Regions from separate parts of the Canis lupus genome. Here region 1 is linked to region 2. Evidence: chromatin contacts called from public Hi-C data. All regions are on one chromosome and are shown on one strand. Each heading gives the region's core, a stretch centred on a gene start, on an enhancer-like site or on the middle of the called end of the contact. The rest is flanking DNA. Distances are from core to core; before and after follow the strand shown. Region 1 holds the start of SMC3 (structural maintenance of chromosomes protein 3). Region 2 overlaps MXI1 (max-interacting protein 1).

What was found. A called contact is a pair of places that touch in the nucleus more often than the background predicts.
Region 1: a Hi-C map of blood shows a contact between it and region 2, with 2.2 times the contacts expected there. The contact joins the promoter of SMC3 here to the enhancer-like site in region 2. A contact is called at or near these places in 2 of 9 Hi-C or Micro-C datasets (both in blood).

Annotation. Positions count from the first base shown.
Region 1 is chr28:22,112,916-22,115,615 of UU_Cfam_GSD_1.0, reverse strand. SMC3 (structural maintenance of chromosomes protein 3) reads right to left here and starts at 1,415. Exons shown (of 29, transcript XM_038578770.1): 1 at 1,259-1,415; 2 at 243-318. The coding sequence starts at 1,273.
Region 2 is chr28:21,811,934-21,814,812 of UU_Cfam_GSD_1.0, reverse strand. All of the region lies in intron 1 of MXI1 (max-interacting protein 1), which reads right to left. LOC111093049 (a long non-coding RNA gene) reads left to right here. Exons shown (of 3, transcript XR_005380586.1): 3 at 2,391-2,879. Among named protein-coding and RNA genes, the nearest start is that of MXI1, 14 kb to the right of the region's middle. Within about 2 kb of position 1,447, at least 14 of the 20 cell types and tissues checked have an H3K27ac peak or open chromatin away from gene starts, as enhancers often do. A contact at or near this core is called in blood, where this site is marked.

The DNA.
Region 1 (2,700 bases), core at 166-2,665, 300 kb before region 2:
GGTTCCAAACCGCTGTGCCACCCAGGGATCCCTTATGCAAATATTTTAATGTATAAAATAAGCAAACCATCAGTGCTGATAGACATGTTATGTCATATACAAAAAACATGTATTTACTTATGTCATACTCCAAGCCAATTCCTCTTTTCTTAAACCTAAAAGGACAGAATTTTTTTTTTTAAGGACAGAATTTAAATGGTTCTACACCTATAAATCTGAAGTTGTAAGCCATGGATACTTACCAATGACATTATGTTTTGAGCTGAAGGGATCTACAATTGTTTGATCTCTGTAACTCCGAAAACCCTGGATGATAACCTGATAAATAAAAAAAGGCACTTTTCAGGGAACATATACTAAAAGAAGTAACTCCTAAACTAACGTTTCTCCTCGGCACTTCTCTCTTTCTGGCTTCTCCCCTAATGCAAGATAGAAAACTTTCAATTTCATGTAAGAGAAACTCATTCTGGAAAGTGGGGATTAAAAATCCTACAAAAAAACAAAAAACAAAAACACCTGCCGGTTTACTGGTAACCACTGGCACTGTTGGAAACTGTGTCAAGCAGGCGCGCTGGGCTGGCCCCAGTTTTCTTATCCAAAGCGTTTCCCTCAGACTCACTAGCCAAAAAACAAAAACAAAAAAAAAAAAAAAAGCAGACGTTCCAAGAAAGGGATGCTTAAGAGTCCAACACATCCCACAGAGAAACTTCTCCAAGAGCGTGAAGGGCTCGTCTCCGCGGTGGACTGCAGCGCGGGAAGACCACATTTTGACAGAAGTACACAAGTGGACGAGGTGGCGCTACACCTTCCGCGAGGGGGGGCGTCCCCTTCGCGTCTCCCGCAATTCGAGGACAAAGACCCGCGGCTAGGCTGACACCCCAACCCGAGCCGCCCCCCCACCCCCGGCCGAGCAGCGCCGCGGGGCTGAGGCGAGGAGACCACCGCTTCACGCGCCCCCGCCGCGGCCCCCAGCCAGCTCGGCGCCCTCGAGCCCGCCCGCCCTCCAATCCTCCTGGAGCGCCCGCCTCCTCAGGGGAGCGCCCCGCGAGGCGGCCCGCGCTGCAGACCCGCGCCCCAGTTCTCAGGGCCCCGCGTCGCGGGGCGGGGCCTCTCCCCTCCCCCGCAGCCCGCGTTCAGCTCGGGGTCCGCCCTGCCGGGAGGCGGGAGGCGACAGGCCCCGGTCGCCCCGCGACACCCCCGCCTCACGGAGCGGCCCTCCGAGGCCCGTGACGGGGCGGGCGGGACGCACGGACCTCACCTGCTTTATGTACATGATTCCGCGCCCCTCGCCGGGGAGGACTCCTCCGGAGAAGCGACAGCGCGGTCGTGGGGTCCAGTGAGACGCCTACGAGACCCCTCCCCCAAGGCGCCGCTCGCCCCGCTCCAGCCAAACAAAATGGCGGCGCCCGTGGAGGCGGAGTCCGCGCCTTGGGCGGAACCATTCTCTCGGCCCCTACAGAGCGTAGGGGGCGTCGGGGTCTGGTCTTCTCTTTCTTTTTGTCCAAAGGAGCCTTACACGGCGTCCCTAAGTGGATTTCATTTGATTGTTGAGTCTGTAGCTGAAATTCTCCTGAAAATTAGTCGGAAGCTTCGTTCGGAAAAGCCTTGTGCGTGAGGTTGGCCCGTGTTCCCTCCGAGCGCGGAGCCAATGGTTGCGTCCACAAGGGGCGAAAGGTTCGGCGCCAAAGGCAAGAGTGAGAGCCCGAGAGCCAATAGCGGGGCTTGCCGGTGGCCACGTGACCTCGGGCTGTTTAAAAACGCGCACCCGGCGCGGCTCTTGCAACCTGCAGGGTCTCGGAGACCCGGGGGCGGCGGCCGGTCTCTCTCCGCGCTCTCTGGGGGTTTATGTGAACCTAGAATGGCCTCCCCGGCTCGGAGCGCACTCGCAGCGCAGCCCGGAAGGGACGTGTCGCTCGAAAATGTGTTGTAATACTGTGAAAATTAATAGCCTGGACTTCTTCCTTTCTTCTGCTGAAAATCTAGGCAGATTTGGACAATTGCAACAAAAAGATTTAGATAAGAATAAAAGCTTTTTTATTTTCTTTAACAGCCTGAAAGATGGTGCTAGCAGCGCCGTTTAGATCTAATCTGATCACTTTTAGGAAGGAAAAAACTTTAGTTAGAAATTGGATCTCTGGGCCGCTGTAAAATTACCTGCCCCTTAAGTCAGTCGATCTTTGCTGCCCCTCCCGCTGCTGTGAGCTGTTCCAGCCCTAATTATTTCTAGATTGAACTGTTTTTAATGACCTGCTAACTTCATCCTTTTCACCCTTGGTGCTGGCAAGGTCAAATCCTTTGCAGCTCTTGGAGTTTAAAAAAAGAAAAAGAAAAAAATCCCTCAAACATTTCTCTGGGATTAGTGTCTCTACAGTGTCAATTTCTGTGGGATTGGAGGCATATTAATAATTAAAGTTGAAAGCCTCCATTTCCTATTCCATAACATAAGGATGATAAAAATCACTTCATTTTTAGAATTAAAAATGGGACGTATAAAATAATTCTATTTACTCAAATTATAGAGATGTATGCCCCTGAGACTTCTATGAAATTGCAGTCTGGCTGACATCTTGTAATGAGACCTGGGGAGAGGACCTGGTTATGCTGTTACCCAGGCTTCTGACCCTGCTTCAAAAAATTCTGAGGCTGTAGACCTTTCAGAAAAATTCAACCTGGTTTACAGTATCTGGAGCAATAAAGACT
Region 2 (2,879 bases), core at 198-2,697:
GGCTACTCCAGGAATTTTAAAAAGGTAGATTTATGACAAAAGTCTCCCCAATAGGAGATAAACCATGCAACAGGCAATCAAAAAAAAAAAAAAGTACCAACTAAAATACACATGGGTTTAAATTCATAGATCAAAAAAATAAATAAATTCATAGATCATAAGACCTAGCAGGTTATTAAGAGAAAGCTGGATGCTTGGTACCCATGCCAGACCTTTCACAGTTGACCTCCAGATGAATTAACCAGCCCTTCTTTTAGAGCCATAGCCAAGAGGGAAAGGAGGAAATGGAGAGTAGGGCAGGAGTCACCAAAAAGGCCACCTGCATCTGTTGAAGAAGAGCAGAGATGATGGTGATGGAGGGCAGTGGGACAGTGTCAACCAAAGGCGCCATTTCCTTCTCCCTGCTTTGACTGACTCCTAGAGTTCTTGCTCTACCACTGGCCACAACGGCTTTCCACAGTACAAAGCTTGGGGCTCTAGCCTCGGCAAAGTAATGTGCTTCACCTTCCCTCAGCATCAGTCCCAGCCTGGAGGAACCCAGAGGCAGCTATGGCCTTTCTTTTGTTCAAATGAATCCAGTTTGCCCTACAAATGCAGATGGGGAAACTGAGGAAAAGCAAGGCTTCCAAAGTCTTCTGACCAAAGAACCTGGAATCTTATCTGCAATCCTGCAATCTCTGGACTGCAATCTCTGCAGTCCTTTCCCTAAAGGATCTCTCTCAGGGTAGCCTCATTGGAAGATGGGAAAAGTCCCCCTGAATCCCCCAGGCCTATAACAAACACAGCCCAGATGGGGGCCATATCCCCCCGGTGGCGGCGGGGGGGGGACAGAAGGCAAAGCTCTCCACTCTTAGGAGTCCTTTCTGTCACAGTTTACCCAGTGCAAATTTCCAAACGACTTTTTTTTTTTTTTTTTTTTGGATCCAAACGACTTATTGCATATTCACGAACAATGGAGGAGGCTGGTCTGTATTACATCTTTTCTGCAGACAGGAGAGATGGAAACAGGGGAAGGGACCCTGAGGTTAAGTTACAAGCCCCCAAGTCACTGTATCGGTAACACCTGGAGCTTGAGAGAACTTCCCTGAAAGTGCAAAATGCTTGTGGCGCAGGGCACTGGTTTCTGCAATTATCTTTAAGGATGGGGGTTTTCAAATACTGAAGGCTGAAGACGGAGGAAGAAGGGTGAGTCCTGAGCTCCTACTAAAGGAGAACCGTCACAGTGCTACATCTTTCCATCCTCCACCCCAAAACGACAACCGCAGCCTCCTTCTCCTTCCCACCTCCCCCCTCAGGGCCCCAAAACGTGAAGAGCAGCAGAAAACCTTTGCCTCTGCCCAGTGAGTCAGCCTTGCCTAACTTCATGCGTAAGCTCTCCTGGAGTCAGCGGCAGCTCAGAGCTGCGGGTCTGCGCGCAGCCGAGATAAATTTGGGTCTAGAAGGGATGACGTAATGCTAAACCCGAGAGGTAGCTGCCGCCTCCCGAGGCTCCAGTCGCCAGGGCCGCCGGCTGACATCCCAAGCACACGGAAAAGCACCGAGCGACCCAGGTGCCCGAGCTGGGGGGACAGGGAGAGAAGGGACAAAGGGGCGGGAGGAAACGGCAGGGGGAGGCAGTGTTCATCCGAGATCGCTGAATCTGGAAGTTTGTTGTTTTTAACTTCAGTTTTCTGGTGAGATCAGGCCACTGGCAGAGGCTCAAACAGCTGCACTTGACTTCCATCCTGGTCTATCTCTTCCCCCTTAGGAAAGGGCTTCTTACAATTTTATTAAATAGCCCTTCTTACAGCAGCCTGCTTCGGCGATTATAATGGATGTGGTAATTTCTCGAATGTCCTTTCCCTTCTTTTTTGCATTAACTTGGATCCAAGAAGAAATCTGCATTGCAGGACTCAGTTCATAGGCACCTCTAAGACACTTGCTGCCCCTGGAGCATCCATCCCACTTGGGGGTGCAACTGATAAAGTGTTCTGGATTTTGGAAAGGGAATTTGCTAGGGACATGTCAAGTTAATGTCCCCTCAAATAATATTTCATGGTTTATTTCATAGACGTTTATCTTGTTAAGCTTGTTCCTCAGTTCAGTCTCCATTTTTCAGATGAGAAAACTGTGGGCCAGAGAGGTATGGTAACTTACTTGAGGCCACACAGCAGCTATCTATCAAACCCACCAAGCAAGGATTAGGTTTCAGGCCCACAGACTCTCCTGTGCTCTCTACCCATCTCCATAGTTCTTTTTCTGGTTGACTCGTGTTCTTAAAAATAAACAAATAAATAAATAAATAAATAAGAATACATTTTCTGATCTTTTTAATGTGTGGAGCACCAAACCTTTAAATATCAAGTTACATTCCAAAGGGATCCAAAGCCTGCTTTTGTTTTCTGTTTAAGGTTCATTCTTCTCTAAGGAAAAGGTGGCCTCAGAATCAACTCCCTTCCTGGTGATGAGCACAAGCCATATGCCTAACCTCATGACACCCCTTTAATTAAAAGACCACCACAGGTAAATCATCTTTACTATATGGAAATAGTTTCCTTCATCAGGAATATGCCTCCTGTTTCCTTTTTGCCAAATGACATTTCATCATTTGTTGCCCTAGCCACTTACTATTCTCCTTTAATTTGAGGTTATACTCATTTGTACTGGTAGATTTCATGACTTTCAGCCATTCCTGGCATATAGCCTGCTCAGCCATGGTATGTTATTCTTTTGAAACATCGCTCATTCCATGAATTAACATTTTCCTAAAAATGTTTGCATCTATATTCAAAAGCAAGAATATACTGTATATATTTTTGGTTGCATGTATCAGGTTTTGGATGCGATGATCTGTTCTTTCAAAGGTAGATGCATCTTGCTTTTAAAACCTTAAAAAAAAT